Regions from separate parts of the Mus musculus genome. Here regions 1 and 2 are each linked to region 3. The links are chromatin contacts, called in public HiChIP or PLAC-seq maps. All regions are on one chromosome and are shown on one strand. Each heading gives the region's core, a stretch centred on a gene start, on an enhancer-like site or on the middle of the called end of the contact. The rest is flanking DNA. Distances are from core to core; before and after follow the strand shown.

Region 1 (3,391 bases), core at 574-3,073, 550 kb before region 3:
AAAAAGAAAAGGGAGAGGAAGAGGGAGAGGGAGAGGGAGAGGGAGAGGGAGAGGGAGAGGGAGAGGGAGAGGGAGAGGGAGAGGGAGAGGGAGAGGGAGAGGGAGAGGGAGAGGGAGAGGGAGAGGGAGAGGGAGAGGGAGAGGGAGAGGGAGAGGGAGAGGGAGAGGGAGAAAAAGAAAGAAAAAAGGGCAACTCATAAATCCTGCAGTTTAGGATGGGTGCCTCTCACAGGATGGGCGGGGCTCTGTTTAAACCACTAAAGGTACTTTGGCTTAAGCTTGCATCAGCGCTCAGGGGAGGGGTGAACAGGTGAGAAACTCAGGCACAGAGGAGAAACACCTGCTCAGGTCCTGCTTCCTGGTAACAAGGGGACTGAGATTTTGCTATGGGGACAGCTGTTTTCCAAACTTCGAAGAGATGTGCCACAGAAGTGAGACTTCTGCACTGTAGCCCCCAGAGTCTGATTCTGTATCCCTGTACAACTCGTCACAAGGACCCCAAAGGTCTTTCTGCGTGACTTTCATGCATTGGCAATCAGGTGCTACTTGGGGACCTCAGCACCACTCTGTGCTCATGCCTGGCCTGGCCACTCTCTCTGTGTGTCCCTGTTGCCAGATCCTGGCTGTCATACTGTTCCAGAATATTCTAGCTGGATTAAAAAGCCTGGGCTCACTCTGTAAGACCTCATGGAGAACATCATGAAGTGTCCCCCTCACTCAGCCACCTCTCTGAGTACTTCGTGTAAGATGGAGGTATCTGAATCCTGTCGGCTTTGGCTGTTGAAAAACTAGTTCTAGAAGTTCACACTAGTCAGAGGTTGTTTCACAATCATAAAGCTCACTCTTAATTCACTTAAGTCTTCTCCTCCTCCTTGAATGAGCCCCTTTTAAGTCTGAAATTAGACACTAAATGCAGGCTTCACATTTCATGTGTCCTTTAGTAGCTAGTGACATTCTCTAGGGCAAGGTCACTTCTCCAGCATTCTGAAGTTACACCTTCTGCCCCCATGCCCCGCCCCCGTAAACTTTTTGCTCCTGGTAACAGTTTCCCTGGAGACAAGTTGCCCCCTTTTCATTGAAGTTAAGAACATGCCAATGCTAACTCCCTTCCTCGAAAATACGCCAGTGACAATCCCAACCTTGAATTCTCAAGACCCTAGGAGAAAATCCATCCGGACCTAAGTCCCCTGGATCAGGTCAACCTAGGACAAAGCCGCTAGCTCACCCAGCCGCCATCATTTGCCCTCTTCACAGGAGGATCTGTCAATTTGGCTTCCATCCAGGACTCCATCAGATCCTCAGGGATGTAGGCGGTCATACCCCCTTCATGGAAGGGTGCCTTGCCTCATTTGTCTGCTAGAGTCATCTCAGTACCCACTTCAGGCTCTGGGATTCCACACATGCAAATGGTACCCAGCCTTCCTCTTCCTCCTGCTTTGGGCAAGTCTCAGGGCACCAGGACATAGGCTGTGGCTTCCCTGACATGTTCTGTTTGTGCCAGACTGTCAAGCTCCTTCATGTTTGTGTGAGCATGTGGGTGCACATGCGCGTGCATGCCTGTGTGTGCCTGTGTGTGTGTGTATGCATAATGGTCAGCTCTCTTAGCTCAAACTGTAACATCCACTCTAAAATAGTGTCTGGAAAACTAGACTGTTTTGCGTTTTGCTCTCAGTGCAAGACAAATGCCAGGCAGCCTGAGAAGGTGGAACTTGTATACAGAATGGGATGGGAATGTTGAAATGTGGGCCCATGCCCAGCCACATAGCAGTGTCTTCCTGGAACTGCCATGCAATGCTCTGCTCGGAAGCTTCTTTGTCCCCAGAGACACAGGCACAGTGCCACATGCACACAAGAGGAAAGGGGGATCCTAGCATCATGCTGGGTTCCAGTGGGTGTGTGGGGCTTGTCTGCTTGGGCAGAGGCCCTGGCATGGAGATGTCCTCACCACAAAGTGAGTCACAGGGGTGGTGGCTGGAGCTGAGAGTCAGAGCAGAGTGCAGGACGGAGTCAGGCCAGGGTCAAGTCAGGGTTAGCTGGCCAGGAGTCTGTGGAAGAAGTGGGTGTCAGGCAGAAAGCACAGAGGTACAGATAGAAAATTCTGGAAAAGAGTCACCGAGTCAAGCATCTGGTATCTCATTAAGAGCAGCAGGTACTTGCAGGCACCACTGAAGGCAGTTGAGCCCTGTGATGATCTGCACTCAGAAGGGCGTCTACACCCTCTTGACTAGAGTGTACTCCTGCTGAATCCTCAGCCAGCACACCTAGGGCTTATGGGAGAGAAAATCGCAGCACTTGGCCATTCTCAGGGCATGTTGTGGGCAGAGTACACAGTCTGCTCGTTATGCTGAGAATCTATGCATTGAAAACAAGTGTCTCAAAGTCTTGGGCTTCTATCTACTCCCCTTGGTTTCTCCTCCCCAGGCCCCTCCTCCCCTTTCTTATCTGGCCGGCCCACACCCTGAGCCTGCTCCCTGAGGTCAGAGGCTGTGCTGCGTCCCTAGGTCCCTGGAGGATAAGTTTTGCCTTTCTGCCCATGGGGGAGGGCTTCCACGGCCATGGCTGCCTCTATAGATCTTTGGGGGAAGTGGCCAGGAAGGCCCTGCTGACCTGTTTTGAGCTCACACTCAGGTTTCCGCTCCCTGGGTTTGTGTAGAGTAGCTGGAGGGCCAGCTATAAGTAACCCACGGGCTCCAACCTGCTCTCTCCTGGTCCCTTCATCTGTAAAAACAATTGCTGTTGTCCCCCACCCATCTCCAGGAGAGTTCCTGAGTGCGTGGGAATCTTGGGATGTTTGGGGAATTGTTCTGGTTTCCAAGGCTACATGGCTGGAAGGATGGGGCTGAGTGGCTGTGGTGGGGGTGGGGTGGGAAGGACTTGGAGGTGTCTCTCTCTCATGGGCTGTACTTCTCTCTGGCTGGCCCTCGGAGGTGGTAAGCCTCAAGTGGATGGAGAAGCTTGTTGCTTTTGTAGGCAGACACTTCCATGTAGAAACTCAGCATGACTCTCTTTAGACTGTGCCGGTGGCAAGCAGGTTAGAGCCTGTGTTCCTGCTACTGAGCCAGAAGGCATGGCTTCTGGGGCAAAGGCTGTGTCTGGAAAGGGGGCTCTGCCCCTGCTCACACATGGTGCTGAGCACACCCTCATTGAGGGAGACAGTGGCCGTGAGTTTGGGGTAAAAGGCTCTTCTGTTCTCAAGGAGACGGGTCTTGGTGTGAGAATATGGGATGGAACATTTTACACTGGTTGGAATCAAAGGAATGCATACCCCAAAATATGATAGGCAGTCATTCTTGTAGCGATACACAGAGGCAGACTGGAGAGGGGCTGGAGAAACGAGCACCAACAGACAACCCACTCCACTGTCCAGCAGGGAATTAGGGGTTATTTCACA
Region 2 (3,388 bases), core at 118-2,617, 600 kb before region 3:
CAGCACAATGTGAGGAATTGTATTATAGGGTCGCAGCACTAGGAAGGCAGAGAAGCACTGCTCTAGATCAAAGGTGTCTGAAGACGATGTCAGACAGTGGAGAGAGACCTGAAGGAGACTTGAGGCCCCGAGTTAGGCACTGTCACTTGGGTCCAGGTATGTGACCTAATTCCGATTTGTTTTTTTTTGAACATGTGTGGGAACTTAGCTTCCCTTCACCAAGGGGCCTAAGAACTGATAAAGAATGATATTAGACGTGCTTAAATTTTCTTTTCCGACATGTGGCACATCAAGGAGGACCTCCACAGGAAAGCCGGGGCTTCCTAAGCCCCAAGAGAGGGCAAATGGCTTGTTACTGAGTTTAATTAGCCAACAGGCATCCTATCCTCCCCAAGGGCTTTATTTAAAATGTTGGAAGAAGGATCTGATGATATAAAACCCCATGAAAATGCTGTGCCTGCAACATCTCCAGGACGCATCTCTGTGGCTCATCTGGGAAGCTTTTAAAACACCCAGAAATGCATGAACTCTTAATAGGAACATGGAGCCGTTGAAGGGCACAGTGACCTCTACTAACTGAGCCATGGAATAGCCCGCTGAAAACAGCCAAAGCCTGAAGGGCTGAGCTTGTGCCCCAGCGTGGCTCCCAACTTTTACGAAACCGGGAGCCTTCTCTTTTGAGTCTCTATGTGCAGTGAAGAGACTATGATGATTTTGGATCCATCCTTGGCCAAGTTAAGCTTCAGGCACTATCTCTTCCCCCAAAGCACAGAGCTTCAAACTGGCCTGGATTTCCCTCCAGTCACAATGTGCATCATGTCCAAGCCGGCAGCAGAAGGTGCCTGCGGCAATTGAAATGAAAATTGACTATAGAAATCAGTTTCTATTTTCACAAAGCCCTTGTCTTGCAAAAGTGCCAATCATACTGGATTAGTGGCCACCTTACTTCAGTGATTTTAATCACATTGGTAAGATTTATTTTCTTAAATGAGGTCATAGTCTGAGGCATTAGGGACCAGGGATGGAGAGCTTAATGTATTGTTTTTGTGGGGAAGAGACGCAAGACACGCCATGAATTCCCCTCTAACAATCTATTCTATGCATGCCCTGAAGTGTAACGTCTGATCTCTTTATGATGCTCACTCACTCTGGGCACAGGGCTTATTTGGGTTACAGGAACTTTCAGGGGAAATGGGAGGTGCAGAGCCACAAGCAAATTGAAGGTTAGGCCCACAGCGTGTGGATTTGGGGAGAACATTATTCAGTCTGTCCTGGAAGCATTTGGACACTCAGGGACTGTGGAAGGAGGAAGTCAGGACAGGGCACTCTGTCACGTCTCAGCGGTGTGACTTTGACCACGTTCTTGGGCCAGTCTGGTTTGCTGAAAGGTCCTTCCATTGACCTCACAGGCCGAGTAAGGAGAAGGGAGACATAGTTTTGTGATTAGTCAGGTGCCCCGCCCATGGAAAAACATTGCCACATGCCTTGCGTCACTTTTGAATGTGAACTTAGATGACGGCAATGTGGAAATGGGGTGAAATCAGCAGAAAAACAGATTTGTTGCTGCAATAACATTTCTTTCAAGAGAACCTGGTCCCTAGAGGTGGGCCTCCTTGCTGACATTTGAATACCTCCACATTTCCAATGCACGGCGTTCTTTTTCCCTGCGTGACTAGAAGCTTAAAACATCACTCGCTAATGAACCCCAGATGGTAGATCTGGACTGCCTGGCCCATAAGCCTGTCCTGGATGCCCCTTAGCTTGCTTCAGTGATACAGTGCCTGGGCAGACAATCCTGCAACTGAACAGGAGAGAGAAACCTGGGGTTTGACCATCCTCTCCTGAAGCCCTCGTGGCTGCTGGGAGATGCCACTGACATGCTCTGGTTTTGATGCCATGGGCAAATCTAGCAGAAATGATTGATAGGCCTCTGAGAAACCAGTACCTCTGGGGCTGTGCTATATCTCTTTCCTTACTTGCTTTATACCCCGCTTTCTAGAGATACCTAAGGATGTAATGTTCCCATTCCTTACTCCTTCCTGTGAGGAAAGCTCCATGACTGGAATGCGTAATTCCATCATGTTATGATATACTTTTATGAGTTGTGCATAATAAGAGCATCTAGCCTCCTGGAAATATGGCAGAGGCTGTGCATAGAGCAGAAATCTACAGTGTCAGCATGATGATTGATGGGGATCCCAAGCAAAGGCATAGGCTCCAGGTCAGGGTCAGCGCTTTAGGACGGTCCCCTGAGGAGACCCTCCTCTGTAAAAAAGGTAGATGGTAGTAGCTTAACAGGGGTGGGGTGGGGGTGGGGGTGCAGTGCTGTGTGTGTTATATTTCTGTTGCTGTGACAAAACAGCACAAACACACGCAACTGGCATTCAAAGGAAGGGGGTTTATTTTATTGATTGATTGGTTGATTGATTGATTGATTGATTGATAGTTCCAGGCAGAGAGTCCACCATGGAAAGCTTGGCAGCACCTGGTCAGAACAGGAAGATCAGAGATTTCATGTTTCCATCCACTGGCAGATCACAGAAGATCAAACAGGAAGTGGGGAGAGGTTATGAACTATCAAAGCCCGCCCCCCAGTAACATACTTCCTTTAGCAAGGCTGTATCTTTCCACAACTCCCCACCAACATCACCACCAACTAGGGACCAAATAATGTTCAAGTACATGCGCCTATAGGGGACGTTTCTCACTCAAACCATTACAACTGTTTAGAGAAATAATGTTTTCATTGGATGGAATTAAGTGCAAACAAAAGCTGAAGCGTCGAAGCTGCCCTGGCTAAGGTGGAGGCTGGGGAAATGGACAATCCTATTGTCCCTGCCTCTACCCAAGGAGTCCCACGTCATTGCTATAAAGCAGAGTATAAAAGCGTTGAGCTGGTTTATCTTGAAGACCCAGTTATCAGCATCAACAATTGTGGTTTTTTACTCTGTCACTCAACAGCTCTCTCTTCTCATTGATACTTCTTCATGAAAAAAATCACCTGGTTAGTACTCTTCTAAAACACAGGAGAATAATAAAATTGCATTGTTCATTCATGACACATGCCGTCTTTTGCCACTGTACTGGCTAGTTTTGTGCCAACTTGACACAGCTGGAGTTATCACAGAGAAAGGAGCTTCAGTTGAGGAAATGCCTCCATGAGATCCAACTCTAAAGGCATTTTCTCAATTAGTGATCAAGGGGGAAAGGCCCCTTGTGGGTGTTGCCATCCCTGGGCTGGTAGTCTTGGGTTCTATAAGAGAGCAGGCTGAGCAAGCCAGGGGAGGCAAGCCAGTAAGGAACATCCCTCCATGGCCTCTGCATCAGCTCCTGCTTCCTGACCTGCTTGAGTTCCAGTCCTGACTTCCTTGGTGATGAACAGCAGCAT
Region 3 (3,203 bases), core at 104-2,603:
ACCTAAGTGGTGGTGCTAGGACTCTGCCCACAGCCAGTATGCAAGCCACTGCTGATGGGCTGGTCACCCTCTCACCCTGTCACTACCCCAGCTCCACCCCATTCACTCTATAGAACACTGCCCACCCCATGTTCCACCCTAGACACCTTTCTAAGGTGGCGCACGCCTTTAATACCAGCACTTGGGAGGCAGAGGCAGGCGGATTTCTGAGTTCGAGGCCAGCCTGGTCTACAGGGTGAGTTCCAAGACAGCCAGGGCTATACAGAGAAACTCTGTCTTGAAAAACCAAAAAAAAAAAAAAAAAAAAAAAAAAAAAAAAAAAAAAAAAAAAAGATGTCTGCCTCTTCCTCTCTCCCTCTCCCCCTCTCCCCCTCTCTCCCCTCCCCTCTCTCTCTCTGTGGGGGAGGGGGTGTTTGTGTGTGTTAAATTAACTGATGATGTGAACTCAGGACATTCTACTTTGGTTGGGTTTTCAGATATTTGATGGAGAACCTGCATCTTTCTGGGTCCTCTCCAGACACACAGTCTGTTCCTCCAGAGTCCCTAATGGCTTTGTAATTAGTCTAGAGCTGTATTTTAATGACAGGTCAACATATGTGAAAACTCTGAATGTTTACCACCATTGTGCACCAAACTACATCTCTGAAAGAGCTATGCCCCAGGGACAGAGTGCATTCTTTTGTGACTCTAAACCCAGCTATGCCACAGCCTGCCACAATATTCCATTAGTCTTATGTATCACAACTTCAATCAAAAGATGTGCATGCAGGTCTTCTAGCATTCTAGTTCAATGATTTCAAATATTTAATTCATTCAGGAAATGTGAGGCTTTAAGTAACATTGTGTATGTATGTGTGAGTGGGTGCGTATGTGTGCATGTGTGTGCATGTGCATATGTGTGAATATGTGTGCATGTGTGGAGAGGACAGAGGTCAGTGTTATGTGTTTTCCTCAACTGGTTTCCACCTCATGATTAGAGACAAAATCTCTTCCAGTGAACCCAGCATTCACCGGTTGGACTAGGCTGACCTACAAGCCTCCAGGAATCCTGCCTCTGCCTCCCAGAGACAGGACAACAGGTGTGCACGGCCACACCTGGCTTTTTATGTGGGTCTTGGATACAACTCTGTCCCCAAGCTTGCAAGGCAAGGACTTCACTAGCTGAGCCACTGTCTCATCTTTCGAGGAGCATCTTGTGGGAGAATTAGGATACAAGAATATTCTAGCACCTCGCTATGAGGCAATAGTCGTGGGATCTATGAAAGGGGATAGGTGGGGCCTGAGGTAAGGGCTGTCTGACCACTGTTGAGTCTACATTAAGGACAGGAAATACTCTGCAAGCCACATGGACAGAAAGCTCACTGTGGGTGAGTCATATGGAGTCGTTTTGCTAACGATCCCTGCCCCTCACACAGGGGACTCCTTTGAATACACTAATCCTACCATGTGTTAGTCACATAGTGAGTCACGCTGGAGCAACCCCTAAAGCTCCTTCCTAGCCTTCCATGGTCCCTAAGCGGTGATGCCATGGCTCTGTGAAGATGTTTGAAGCCACCAGCTAATTGAGTTTCTCTAAGGAAATGGCACTCGTGTTATATGAGTGGCCTGAGCATTCATCTCGGAAGAGCAGCTCCCTAGGTACCTGATGGCTCCAAGAGACAAAAGAGACACAGCCCAAATAGAAGCTTTTTTTTCCCCAGACTCCATCCAGATGTTGAGGGAGAGGGGAGGATGGGAGAAGCCCCTTCACCTCTGAGAAGCAGGGCAGGAGCTGATGCCCTGGGTTGAGGTGTCCTTGAGATCCAACAAAGCTGCTGGATCCCCAGGTGTGAAACTGAAAAGAAATTGTCTCCACGGTTTGCTGTCAGGAAATCTAAGCTCTAGGATGTAATGAGCCACACAGTAGAGTTAAGGGTAAATGGAGTCATTAATACATATTCACCCAAGGAGTAGGAGCCCCTTACATCATTGGACTGCATCCTCTCGGTGATGAGCGCAAGAAGCACTTGCAGGAAGGGGAGCTTTTATCGAGATTGCACTAATCTAAAGGTGTCAAGCATCAGCTCCCAGACAGTGCCCTGGATAGCTCTTTTTAATGAGGGGGGACAAAGGTAGCCACACCCTCTCTTCTCCCACTGCCAGTCTCATTACTCTCAGGGAAGAGAGAGAAGTAACCACCAGGCAGAAGAAATCAGCCACTGGGTTTCTATCTTAGAGGCAGGATTTCCCACCTCCTTCCCTGCATCCAGTGGCTGTGCACCGCTCCCACCACTTTAAAGCAGGAAAACTAAAACAGGATGAGGGAAGGTGGTTTGCAGAAGCCACATAGATAAAACAAGATAGGGTCAGCATCCAAACTCAAGTCCACAGCTCCAAGGAAGGAATGAAGCCCAGGAAACAGTACAAGCTAGGCAGGACACTCCCAGAGTCATGGTGCAAGGAAGAACAAATGTCCTTGGTGTTGGTGAATGTCTGGTTCTTTTCTTCCCCATATGAAAACATAAAAGTCAGACTTGGCTGCCTGGGACCCTTGTGCTGGGTGGGGTGGGCTGTCCTTTGTCAGAGACTCTGTGCCCTCAAGGCGACAGACTCAAAAAACCCAAGTACAATATTAACTGTATCCTCCCCTTTCTGGTTAGCATGTCTAAGTGCGCCACTTCTCTGTCTCTTTTTCACAAAGTTGAAGTGTCTTTTCCCATGTGGTTGCTACCCACTTGAGGTCCCAAGAGACTCCTTCTCATCAAGGTTGCCCTACACAGTCTTCAGCTTGCAATCATAAGTGTATCGCACAGACTTTCCCAGGCCATTTTGCAATTCTGTGAAATTAGTTTTCATTAAGCCTCCTCAAAAGCATTTCCATTTTCCATGTTAGGAAATCTTTTTTTCTAAGACACACACACACACACACATGAGGAAATAATTTTGAAACAAAGACTTAAGTGCATCCAGAGCTCCCATTTTGAAGTCTTTCATTTCATTTGTCTCCAGGCAACGCTTTAAGAAGCCAGGCAGCTCTCCTATAGAGTTCTGAAGCCTCCATTAACACCTCACTGTCCCACTTAAACTGGGGCCGCGGCCAGAGCCTCCCTTGGCCTCCCCCCTCCCCATTGTGGAATGAAATCTCAAATTGCAGTAGAGTTCAGGGTGCTACCTTACCCTGGCCTTTACTACTCTCATTTCTGGACTTTTAAGAATCAAAATAG

Evidence for each region. HiChIP or PLAC-seq counts read pairs in DNA pulled down with a chosen protein or histone mark.
Region 1: a FOXA1 HiChIP or PLAC-seq map of pancreatic cancer cells shows a contact between it and region 3. The contact joins two enhancer-like sites. A contact is called at or near these places in 1 of 115 datasets of contacts at active chromatin or transcription factors (pancreatic cancer cells) and 1 of 9 other capture datasets (embryonic stem cells).
Region 2: a contact with region 3 is called in an HNF4G HiChIP or PLAC-seq map of pancreatic cancer cells. The contact joins two enhancer-like sites. A contact is called at or near these places in 1 of 39 promoter capture datasets (stem cell-derived epiblast-like cells) and 1 of 115 datasets of contacts at active chromatin or transcription factors (pancreatic cancer cells).

The regions. Positions count from the first base shown.
Region 1 is chr1:90,287,183-90,290,573 of GRCm38.p6, forward strand. The region is part of intron 3 of 2700003A03Rik (a long non-coding RNA gene); the gene reads left to right. Among named protein-coding and RNA genes, the nearest start is that of 2700003A03Rik, 16 kb to the left of the region's middle. Within about 2 kb of position 1,824, at least 105 of the 459 cell types and tissues checked have an H3K27ac peak or open chromatin away from gene starts, as enhancers often do. A contact at or near this core is called in pancreatic cancer cells, where this site is marked.
Region 2 is chr1:90,233,319-90,236,706 of GRCm38.p6, forward strand. No RefSeq gene overlaps it. Among named protein-coding and RNA genes, the nearest start is that of Gm34930, 12 kb to the right of the region's middle. Within about 2 kb of position 1,368, at least 70 of the 459 cell types and tissues checked have an H3K27ac peak or open chromatin away from gene starts, as enhancers often do. A contact at or near this core is called in pancreatic cancer cells, where this site is marked.
Region 3 is chr1:90,833,583-90,836,785 of GRCm38.p6, forward strand. The region is part of intron 1 of Col6a3 (collagen, type VI, alpha 3); the gene reads right to left. Among named protein-coding and RNA genes, the nearest start is that of Col6a3, 8.8 kb to the right of the region's middle. Within about 2 kb of position 1,354, at least 58 of the 459 cell types and tissues checked have an H3K27ac peak or open chromatin away from gene starts, as enhancers often do. A contact at or near this core is called in pancreatic cancer cells, where this site is marked.